Linked DNA regions of Mus musculus: region 1 is linked to region 2. A link is a contact called in public HiChIP or PLAC-seq data. All regions are on one chromosome and are shown on one strand. The core of a region is the stretch at or near the end of the contact, and the rest is flanking DNA. Distances in the headings are between cores, read along the strand shown. Region 1 holds the start of Fhad1os2 (a long non-coding RNA gene). Region 2 holds the start of Arhgef19 (Rho guanine nucleotide exchange factor (GEF) 19).

Region 1 (5,690 bases), core at 2,474-4,973, 640 kb before region 2:
CCATGACAGAGCCATTTGCACGTTGCTTGTTTTGAGTTTCATCTTACCTTCGCCGTAAACAGCTTCCCTCCCTAAGACCCCAAGATTCCAGAGCAGAAGTCTTTGTTTCTGTCTCACTGGGCTCTTGTCATCAGAGAAGTGGCTTCCCTTTGACCGGCAAGTCACATTTTCAGAGACACAATTAGTCTTCAGTCAGGCGGCAGATCATGCTATGGGCCTGGGGTGACCATGTGCTAGCTCTCTTGGTTTTGGCCTTTGCTTCCTTCACATTATAATCTCCTGCTTTTAAAGTTTATGTGTGTGAGTGTTTGCCTCGGTTATCTGTGCACCGTGTGTGTGCATGCAATGCCTGTGGAGGCCAGAAGAGAGCCTGCAGAGGAGTTACAGATGGTCGTGAGCAACCATGTGGGTGCCGAGAATAGAACTTGGGTCCTCCGGATGAGCAGTCAGTGCTCTTAACTGCTGAGCCATCTCTCCAGCCCTCTGATCTATTACTTTAACCGAAGGAAGTTGGAATCGTTGATTTGGGGGTATGTCCCAGTGAATTTGGTGACCGCATGCTCTTCTGGCTTTCTCAGGGTCTCAGGGTCTGAGGCTGGGTGTTCTTTCGAGAGCCGTGTGCGGCAATGACCCTCTCCTGGCACTAGGAATTTGATAACTAACAATAGTAACTACTTTTTTGTTTGTTTGTTTGTTTGTTTTTGTTTTTGTTTTTGTTTTTTGAGACAGGGTTTCTCTGTATAGCCTTGGCTGTCCTGGAACTCACTCTGTAGACCAGGCTGACCTCGAACTCAGAAATCCGCCTGCCTCTGCCTCCCAAGTGCTGGGATCAAAGGCGTGCGCCACCACGCCTGGCTAGTAACTACTTTTGATAGTATCCTTTCGAACCATCAGACATTTGCCGGACAGTGTAGGCATGATCTCACTTCCTCTGTGCACAGCTCCTGGTTTGCCTGAGAAAGGAAGGGTCCTTGGTAAGTAACTTGCCCAACGTGGCACAGTGAGTGTCAGAGTCTAGACTTCTTCGGTCTGCCATTTTACTTAGTGAAGTCCAGGCTCCTGCTGTTTGTGCACTGATTGGTGAGGATTGAGCCTAGTAGCCTCTGTGAACACTGTTTAAGTCTGTCTCTGGGGCAAGTAGGTAAATGGATGGTCATGGATGTGTTTCAATAAAACTTTTTAAAACTGGGCAGAATTACGAGTCCTTGTGCGAAACTATCCTCAAGGCTAGATGAACGTGTTTAAGGACACGGCCGACTGCGTAGCCACCAGGTAGCTGCATGGTTACTGTCTTCACCATGAGATGGGTGAAGACCAGAAGGTCAGTCAGTGTTGTATATATGCCTCAATCCTAACTTTTTGACAGGGTCTCCCCTTTAACCCAAAGTCATCAATTCAGCTAGACTGGCTGGCCAGTGAAGTCTAGGCATCCTCCTGTCTCCACTCCAGCCCTAGGACAACAGACATGAACTTCCTTCCCTGCTTGGCTTTTTCAAGTGAGTCCTAAGAATACTGAATTCGGGTCCTTCTGCTCATGTGTGAAGCTCATTCCCATACAAGCCGGCTCGCCAGGCCCATGGAGAGCATTTTGAGTGTCACACACAGTGGTGGCACCAAATGCTTCACAGAGCATAATCCTCTCAAGAGCTCCGGGAGACCAGGGTTGGACCGCGCAGCGCAAGGTTGTAATCCCAGGATAGGGGAGGCTGAAGCGAAGAACTCATCAAAAGTTCAAGGTCAACCTAGGCTCTATAGCGGGTTCAAGACTGGCCTGGGGTGCATAGAGAAACCAGGGAACTCTACAGGGACCACACCATAGACAATGTTCCTCCAACCTCATCCCAGTGAGATCTCAAGCATGGGCCCTAACCATCTTCCGTATTGCTTTTGCTCTTAGTGAGTCATCCGCACAGACGCTCTGCCTGATGGCCTGGAAGAGCAGCTCCCCCCACGAAGCCTGAAGGAATGCTGCCTGCAGCCTCCAGCTCCTGGGCTTCCTGGTATCTGCCTGAGTCACCTGCTTCCTCCGTTAGTCTCTTGGGAGTATAGCTTGTCCCAAGTACCAGTTACCCCTTTCACCTAACTTCACCTATGCCTGCTTTGGTCCACTGTGTGTTAACTCTACGGTGTCCTACATTCTCAGGTGCCCCTGCTGTGGCCACACGCAGTGCCTTCCAGACCTCCTAGCTATTATTACTCTGTCTGCTGAGCAGAGAGCTACTTAAATAACCTCCGGGTTACAGCGATAACCCAAAGGCCAGCGTGTCACACTGCCCGAACCCCTATCTGATGCCAGTGTCACTCCCTCAGAGACAACAGGGGACAGACACTTGAGAAGCTTGTGTTCTGCATTCCTGTGAGCTTTGTGTCGAGTCATGTGGGTTCAGAGGTGTCACTTCGGCAGCTTCTGTTTCTTGGCAGTGACCTTCAGACCTAAAAGTGGGCCACCGGATGCTCTAGAGGGGACATTGAGAAAATATCCAATGTGTCCCCAGCCTTCTCAGGGTATCACAGAGCATGAACAAATATATCCCGTGCCTTCCCTGTAAGCTAGACTAGCCACTACGCTGGGCCTGAGGGAGAGGGGTACAAAGGCAGCCAGGGCTGCTCTATCAGCTGCTTCATCAATAGTTCATGATGGGTAAGGGTAGCTGTAACCTTCCTAGTTTACTCTGTGGGGTCCAGTGGATCTCACACTCCAACACAGTTACTCTTGCCCCACATCAGTCTCCCGGTAGCCCAGAACAGGAAAGGATCCCGGGCCACACCCAGTGTCCGGCACACTTCACAAATCTATCCTTTTTATCTGCAAGCAGCAGGACACTGTTTTCCCAGAGTAGCTACTGCCAGAATGAAAGTCCCAGTCTTATGCCCATGTTAGGACCGTCTTTGGAAGGAGCCCAGAAGGGCACTCCAGTGCCAGAAGGGCTGGGCTTAAGGTATCTTTTCCCTACAGACATACACACATCATCTTAAAGGATTTGAAATGACTAACTGTTGCACGAACAAACATCTATTCACCCAGACAGGAACAGATGACAGTCTGAAAAAATCAGTACGCTAAGTCCATCCTGGAACATATGAGTCTACGGGGAGTTACCGGAGTGAGATGGAGGACTCACCCCCACACAGGTGAGGACTCAGGAAAGACACACTCCTGGAGGGCGAGGCACCCTGGAGGCAGATGTGCAGGTGGTCGGAATCCCCATTCCTCCCCAGTTGTTTCAGGTCTCCAAGCCCTGGGGAGGAGCCCTGTGTAATCTCCTGTTTCCAGGTTTGTTTACTTTCTGGGTCCCTCCCCTCCTTCCCGCAAGGGACGCAAGGGACGTTCAATTCAGAGGAAATGGCTGCGGACTCTGAGACATTAACTTGCCTATGACTTAAAACAGCATTTGGAGGCTGGTGAGGTGGTTCAGCTGGCAAAGGAATTTGCTGTCAGAGCCTTAACTTCAGTTCTGTCCCCAGGCCAGATGTGGCAGAGGTTGAGAACTAACTCCTACAGTTGTCCTCTGGCCTCCCAGGCAGCACTGTGGCACACCCTCCACAGCCATTGTTCTGGTACACTGTCTACTGCTGGGGCTTATTTGGCTTCCTTGGCCAGATTACCATCCATCAAGAAGGGAAGAAACGAAAGGCAGGAACCCAGAGGCAGGATCTGAGGCAGCGGGCTGGACTCTCCCACATCAATTCTTTTGTTTGTTTGTTTGTTTTGTTTATTTTTAAATTTTATTTATTTATGTATTTATTTTGGTTCTTCATGACAGGGTTTCTTCTCTGTGTAATCCTGGCTGTCCCGAAACTCACTTTGTAGACCAGGCTGGCCTCAAAGGCAGAGATCTACTTGCCTCTGTCTCCCGAGGCCAGATCTAGTTTACCCCCAAATTCTATATTCCAGTGTAGAAGCCGTATCATGAAGTTTTTACAGCTAGTTCAAAATACATCGGTGGGTATACCAGAGAGGCGGGTACCGTGAGATTGGCGTTTGCCATAGGCTCCAGGTGCTGTCTGATGGCATTCTTAGCTCTTGGATTGGTGGAAGCTGGTAGTCTGTTAAGTTACTAGATTCCCAAAGATTTTCATGTATCAGTCACAGGACGTTAGTGGGGCAGGGTGGGGGTGGGAGTGGGCATATGGTCTGGCTGTTCCTGAGAGCTAGAACTAGCCCAAGGTGAAGTAACTAAGTAGCCTTTGGAACTGCGACATTCCAGTCTCCTCAGAGAACTGTAACACTAACCAACCAATCAGGCTCTGCGGGGCACAGCTTCTTTCCAGGAATTTGGTTCACAGAGGCAATTCCTCAGTTGAGGTCACTTCCTTCCAGATAGGTTTACGCCAAGTTGACAAAAAAAAAAACCAACCCAGCACAACCACCAACACACACACATACATACACACACACATATACACATATACGCACATATACATACATACACACATACACATATATGCATGCACATGCACACAGATATATGCAATTAAAAACAACCACAACTAAATCTTAGAATATTGAGGATCAAACACAGGGACCCACAAATGCTAGGCAAGCATTCTATCACTGAGCTACACCCCCAACCCATATGCAAATAATATGAAATCTTACCTCAGGTCAACTCATAATCTCCCTTTGCATATTTACCTCCCTTTCTTCCTGCTCCAGGCAGCGGGGCCTCAGGAGCCACTACCTACCTTCACTGCCCCCACTGAATGGCCTCCAGATGCTGTAAGAGATTGAAGAGAAAGATTAAGATTCCCTTCCCCTGCCATCACCCCGTCGCCTCAAGTGAGTGTTTATGGTATCCCTGGACATTGACGGCTAAGCATCATCTCGGTCCATCTGGGGCTTCCTGATGACTGAGGTCTTTATGAGGCTTTCCTGATGACTGATGATTAATTAGTATCCTGGCATTCCTGAGTGCTAGGCGCATGCTCTAGGCTGCATGCTCTGACCCAGGGTTATCTCGGAAGGCCTCACTAATCCCTTTCTTGATTCCCCCAGAAGCTCAGGGCTTGATGAGACCACCCAGTTCTGTCAGACTCTGGAATGTGCCCCCAGTGGTCACGCCCTATTTCTTCCTTCTGTCTTTTCCGTGTACGCAGGCACAAGTGTGCATGTGTATATGTGTGTGCATGTGTGTAAGGGGTGTACCCATATACTCACGAGGAAGACATTAATTGACTCACTCTATCATGCTATCATGCCCTATTTCCATGAGAAATGATCCTCACTGATCTTTGAGATAGGCTGGAAGCAACCCCCAGTAATTCTCCTGCCTCTACCAACCACAGTGCTAGGGACTATTTTTGACACAGGGTTTCTGTATGTAGCCCTGGCTGTCCTAGAACTCACTATGTAGATCAGGCTGGCCTTGAACTCAGAAATTCGCCTACCTCTGCCCCTCAAGTGCTGAGATTAAAAGCGTGTGCTGCCACATCTTCCTATAAATATATATATAAAGTTTGGATGCTTGTGATTCGAACTCAGGACCTCATGCTTGCATAGAAACTGTTCTTACCCACTGAGCCATCTCCCAGCACATCCCTTCTCTTTTTCAAAGTGCTGTTGTTTTCTTAATAAGACTTCATCCCTCCCTAGGAGACAGTTATACAAGTAAATGTGGGAGTCAGAAAAGAGCCCTATCAGTGATGACTAAGTCTGCTTAGCTCCCTCCCCACTTGCAAGAGCGTCAGAG
Region 2 (5,769 bases), core at 3,223-5,722:
GTAGGAGCAAGCAGAAGGGGGGCAGAGTCAGCTCCTGTCCAGCACACAGGTCTCTTTTAGGTGTAAGTGCATACTCGGGCCTAGAATCCCCCCTCCACGCCCCCCGGAGAACAACTCCTGTCCACCATGATTTATGAAGTTAAATAAGCAAAACATCAGATCTTAAGGCAGAAGCATCTTCAGACCTCAGAGGAGAAGGCTGAAGGAGGAGCTAAGGGCTTTCAGGAAGACAGGATAAAGAGATGTGTCAGGGGTGGGCAAGCTGGTCTGCTTCCACAGTGCTCAGGCCTGGAAAGGTCATGGCTAGACAGGGGTTCCAAGCCAAGCAGAGTGTCAGGAAGAGGACATGGGAGTTGCCTGTCAAGCTGGGGCGCCAGCCCAGTAGCTTCTCAGGATGCAGACCACCCAACGCTGATGTTAGTGATTTAGGTCCAGAGCTGGGTTTAATACTGGGTAGCACTTCTCTGATGATAATATAAAAATGAAAGTCTCAGGGACTTCAGGTGGCTGGGTACCCAGATGTGACCCCAGGACACACTAGAGCTCTTGAAGCAAGGATCCCTCTGGAAACCAGGGTTTGAGGTCCTGTGTTGACACTGACCAAGCCCATCCTCAGGCCTTGGTATCCTCATGTGACAGGTGACCCTCAGGTCCCCCTTTATGAAACCTGTTTCATAGGTGTCTCTGCAGGCTGAGAAGGATCGGCAGAGGCCAAGGGATGGTCTCTACTAGTTAGAGAGGGTAACCAGCCTGCCTAGCAAGTTGCCAGAGCATCCCTAGGCACTGCTGTTGTCTGGGACAGCACCTCTGGCCCTGGTACCCAGCCCTCCCTCCCTCCCTGCTCCATGCCCTTTGGCTGCCTGCTCAGAGGAACAGACCCTGCCAGATTCCCTTGTTCCTTAAGGGACAAAACCTAGTTGGAGGTCATGGCCAGAAAGGGGGTTCCAAGCCAAGCAAAGTCCCAGGAAGGCAAGAATGGACTGAAGCCAGAAACAGCAGGCAGACAGCACAAAGGACTCCCTCGGGATACAGGAAGGGGAGGACGGTTGCTGACCCAGGGCCCTACCTCAGCCGGGGAGCTCCTCCGTCAAGCTGCTGGTACAGTCCAGGGCTCCAGGCCACCCTGGGGGCAATGGGGTTGTAGCCAAGTCCTCAGAGGACCATGTCAGCATGGCTCCAAGGCCGGGCAATGTAAGCTCCTGGGTATTGTGTGGGGCAGGGAGGGGGGAGGCGAGGGGGAGGGAGCCTTGCAGAGGCAGGCGGCTGTCTCAACGTGCCTGCTCCCCGCCCCCCTTCCCCAGAACCGGTTTGGCCAGTCAGGTACAAGAGGGGGCTGGAACAATGGGAGCCCTATGCCTCCCAGAAGCTCGGAGGGACCCCAGACAACTGCCTAAAGATGGGGTTAGCTGGGATCTGCTCCTTGGAGGTGGGCCACCCCTCTCTCTCTCTTTCTCTCTCTGGAGCTTCCCAGGTCCTAGGTATGGGCGGGGACTTTGTGGGAGTGGAGGACGTCCTGGAAGCTCCAAATCTGGAATCCCTTCTCGGGGATCTTGAGACCTCCTCTGCCACTCCCCCGCCCCTCCCCCATGAGCCACATCTGTAAATTAGGAACACTCAGCTGCATAGCTGGGGGGACAGAAGTCAGGTGGCCACTCCCCACCAGTGGCTCTTTCCTGCTGCAATGACCAACCTTTAGGTCTTCAGCATGTGCATCCCCAGTGAACCTTCATAGAGAGCAGCAGCCCACAGGGAGTTTTAGTAAGGTCAATGACACAGCTGAGGTCAAGGAAGCCTCTATAGTGATGGCGGGTTGCTCCATGATCTGTGCCAGGCACACGACTTTGCCAAGCCTGCCGAAAAGGTAAAGCCACTTCCTCCCAGTTTCTGGATTGGGTGTGAGCGCCTGTTATGTGTGTGAGCGCCTTGCAATTGGCAAGCGGGTGAGATTCCCAGAGTATGGAGGGTAAGCTGCAAGGACGACGCCCCCAGTGTTGAAAGCCTGTACGCTTCCTGTGTGCAAAGCATGGGTCTACCTACTGTGCGTTACGACCCTCTGAAGCCCACACTGTGACGGCTACCACTCAGGAGCTGAGTACCTGAGGCTTGTACCCCTAAACACGAGTACTCTCCCATCCGTGACGTCCCATCACCTCTTCCAGATGGTGAAACCAAAGCTCTAGGAGCATTGTTAACAAGAACGACATGGGGGCTGGAGAGATGGCTCAGTGGTTAGGAACACTTGCTGCCTTTGCAGAGAAACCAGACTCAGTCCCTGATACCCATATGGCGGCTCACAACCATGTGATCTGACACTTTCTCTTGGCTTTCCTGGACGCTAGGCATGTATGTGGTCCATACACTTACAGACATGCAGGCAAAACTCACACATATAGAAAAATAAAAATGAATAAGTCAACACAAAGAAAAAAAGAAAGAGAATAATCATAATCAGTATGAAACCCAGACTCATCTGGCACCATCACTTGCCAACCTCCTTAGCCACTCACTGACTGGTGTGCTGGGAGACACCTGGCTGACCTCCCTTCCACATCCTTTCCCCTGAAAAATTTGGTATGTAGGTGAGGACGAGCTTGGGATATTGAGCTTTCTGCCTCTACCTTTTGAGTGCTGGGATCACAGCGAGCACCAGTTTACACAGTGTTGGGGCTTGAACTCAGAACCTCTCCTTTGCAGGCGAGCACTCTACCACCTGATCTTCAATCTCCAGGGTTGCTAAGCTAAGCCCGTTCCCTAATCTTCCTATACCATAGGCCTGCTAAACTTCATGCCCAGACCCCAGTGAACCCTCCCTCAGAGTGGGTTCTTTAGCTTCTAGTTGATGACTTTAAGCTCAAAGCGGGGTCCTCTACTCCACCTAAGGACCATTACACCGTGAGACGACACTGTCCAGAGTGAGTGGGAGCGATAGAGTTGTGTCAATGTAGAGCAGGAAGAGGGGATGTGGAGAAGAAAACGCCAACTGACTATTCCTCCCAAGAGGCACTGCCCTGGCCCCTCGCTGGAAACCAGAGGGTTTGGACCTTGGGTTGGGGCCAAGGCGGGAGCCCTAGAAAAAAAGCTTAGGAAATTGTGTTTCTTTCGCACCGGGTCGGGTGGAGCAGGCACTCCTGGAGGAGGGAAGCTCTCTCGGCCCCGTGAAAGTTCAAGGTAAAAGGGGGCGTGTCGAAGGCAAGACTATTGTAAAGGAGCCTGGCCAATCCTTGCTCCACTCTAGCGGGCGGGGCTTGAAAGGGAGGAGCCAGGACGTGGGGGCAATTAGGAGGCGTAATCAGCCAGATGTGGGTGGGGCCAGAGTCCAAAGTCTTACTGACCTAAAGCAGCGCCTCTTGATGGACCGCCAGGACCTCTCCTTGAACTTGTTAGGTACCACAGCGGGCACATTCCACTGGAGCCAGGCTGCCAAAGGCAGGAAGATCAGAAGGAACTGGGGAAAGGGGACCAGAAAATGATTAATCTTTCTGTTTAGTTTTGTCCAGGCAGAGTCTCCTATGTAGCTTAGGCTGGCCTCAAACTTACTACGCAGTCCAGGCTTGATTTGAGCTCGATTTATAGCCAAGGATGACTTTGAACCCGTGACCTTTTTGTTTCCACCTTCTGAGGGCTTGATAACAAGGATGCAGCTTGGCAATAATTTTTTTTTTGAAAAATATTTATTTGGATTTGGAGAGATGGTTCAATGGTTAAGAGAACCGCTCGTGCAGAGGACCCGGGTTAGGTTCCTAGCATCCACATGGTACCTTACAACTGTCTATAACTCCATCTAGGGCATCTGACGCCCTTTTTTGGTCCCTGTGGGTACTAGGTACATATGTGGTGAACACGCAGGCAAAACACTCATACACATAAAGAATAATAAAATAAAAATTTAAATACGATTTCCTTTACATTGTATGAATGCTTGCTTGCATGCACGACATGCATGCTTGGTACCCACAGATGTCAGATGAGGGCTTCGGATCCCGTGGCAAACTGGAGATAGAGAGAGTTGTGAATGTGGGTGTTGGGAACCTAACCCAGATCCTCACAAGAGCTGCCAGCTCTCTTAACTACGGAGCCGCCTCTCTGGCTCCTTGACAATGAATGGTCACATTGACCTTGTCCTAAATCTCCTTCTACAGCAGGTTGGCCAGTGTCAGACCCTGAACTCAACGATGCTTGCAAATCCCAGACAGACGCTCAGCCTACCTCCCAGGGGATGACGAAGCCAGATGCGCGGCCAGCATTTTTCCAGTAGTTGAGGGCGAGTTCCTTCGCCGGTAGTGAAATATCTTGGACTTGGGGGTCCCAAGAGCTTCTCGGATGTGGACTCCGAGCTCTGCTCTCCTGCCTCTCCCCTCCCTTAGAAGTTGGTCCTGCGGCTTCAACCCAGACGACGCCGAACAGCTGTGTACTAGACAGACTCAGCTTCCTGCGGTTCCAGCTAGGTCCCTCTACAGTAGTCAGAGCCTCGCTCCATCCAGGCTCAACGCTCCTCCTCTTCCACCCTCAGCACCTCCTCCCCTCTCAGGCTCGTCCCCCATCCCCCGCCTCCTGGCCCCTGTCAGACCCCGCCCTCTAGGCTCAGCAACCCTCCAAGGCAGGCCCCGCCCTACCCAGGCAACCGCACTCGGCCGTCGCAGGCAGGCCCTGCACCTCCCGGGCATGCTTCACCCCTCCCGGACTTAGCACACCGTCCACTCCCAGGCAGGTCTGGTCGCACCCAGGTTTAGCACGGTGTTCCTACAGTCACTCCCCACCCTCCTCCGTGCCTGGTGGGTCTTCCACCTGCAGGGTGTGTGTGTGTAGGGGTTCTGGATCAGAGCCAGGTGAAGCGCACAGACACCAGCGGGAGGCTGGCAAATCCACTGGGCTGGCTGTGATATTCTTACCGGTACCAGGGGCGTGGCCAACAGGGACCAATCCTACAACTGTCATCCCCCATTCAGGTACAAATTTATGCTCATACTAAAATAATCTTGACTTGATATTTGCTCGGGCTCCTTTTGGGGCCCCAGGGAGAAAACCTACTACGTTTCTGCTTAATCAGCATAACAATAAACCGACTCCTACTGACGCACTGCTTGCTGTCCCGTACATCAGCCCATCGCTCAGCCCTCCTCAGAGACGCTTCTAACAGTAGATGGGAAATTAACAGAGACCCACAGCTCTTTGAGAGACTTAGGGGCACTCAGCTCTAAATGGGAGACGTTTCTCATACCCTCAAGGCTCAGGGATCTATTCCAGAGAGTGGGCAGGGAGGCTGGAAGAGCCAGAAGTGGCAAATGGATCCAGAGGAAACTGAAGTTTCCCGACTCCCGACAAGAAGATGCACATATGAACTCACAGAGACTGTCAAATGCATAAGACCCGCACAAGCTCAAGCCAGACAAAAATCCCAGTGTGTGGAAGGTAAAGTGGACATAAACTCCCACCCCTCACCAAGAGGCTATTTGCAACTGATACTGGCAGGCAAGGGGACATCAGCCTTCTTCAATGGAGTGACATCAGGTGTATCAAACACACTCAAGAGCCTCGAGCTCAGAAAGAGTTGGCCATCACAAATCTGACTCCAAGGTCTTGTTCTTTTTGAAACAGGACAGCTCTGTGTAGTGCTAGCTTTCCTGGAACTCTGGCTCTGCCTCCCAAATGCTGAGGTTAAAAGCGTGTACCGCTGCCTGGCTTGCTTCTTTTGAAAGAGCGTCAAGTTTGGTGGGTAGGGAGGGGGAGAAGTGGAGAGGTTCTGGGAGGGGAAAGAATATAATCAAAGTA

The links. HiChIP or PLAC-seq counts read pairs in DNA pulled down with a chosen protein or histone mark.
Region 1: a contact with region 2 is called in an HNF4G HiChIP or PLAC-seq map of pancreatic cancer cells. The contact joins the promoter of Fhad1os2 here to the promoter of Arhgef19 in region 2. A contact is called at or near these places in 1 of 39 promoter capture datasets (pre-B cells) and 1 of 115 datasets of contacts at active chromatin or transcription factors (pancreatic cancer cells).

Annotation. Positions count from the first base shown.
Region 1 is chr4:141,879,314-141,885,003 of GRCm38.p6, reverse strand. Fhad1os2 (a long non-coding RNA gene) reads right to left here and starts at 3,723. Exons shown (of 5, transcript XR_003955162.1): 1 at 3,123-3,723. It overlaps Gm46874 (a long non-coding RNA gene), which reads left to right. Exons shown (of 3, transcript XR_001784482.1): 2 at 1,898-3,132; 3 at 4,658-5,320.
Region 2 is chr4:141,238,308-141,244,076 of GRCm38.p6, reverse strand. It overlaps Arhgef19 (Rho guanine nucleotide exchange factor (GEF) 19), which reads right to left and starts at 4,472. Exons shown (of 18, transcript NM_001379647.1): 1 at 4,207-4,472; 2 at 3,333-3,445. It overlaps C630004L07Rik (RIKEN cDNA C630004L07 gene), which reads left to right. Exons shown (of 2, transcript NR_165245.1): 2 at 4,140-5,769.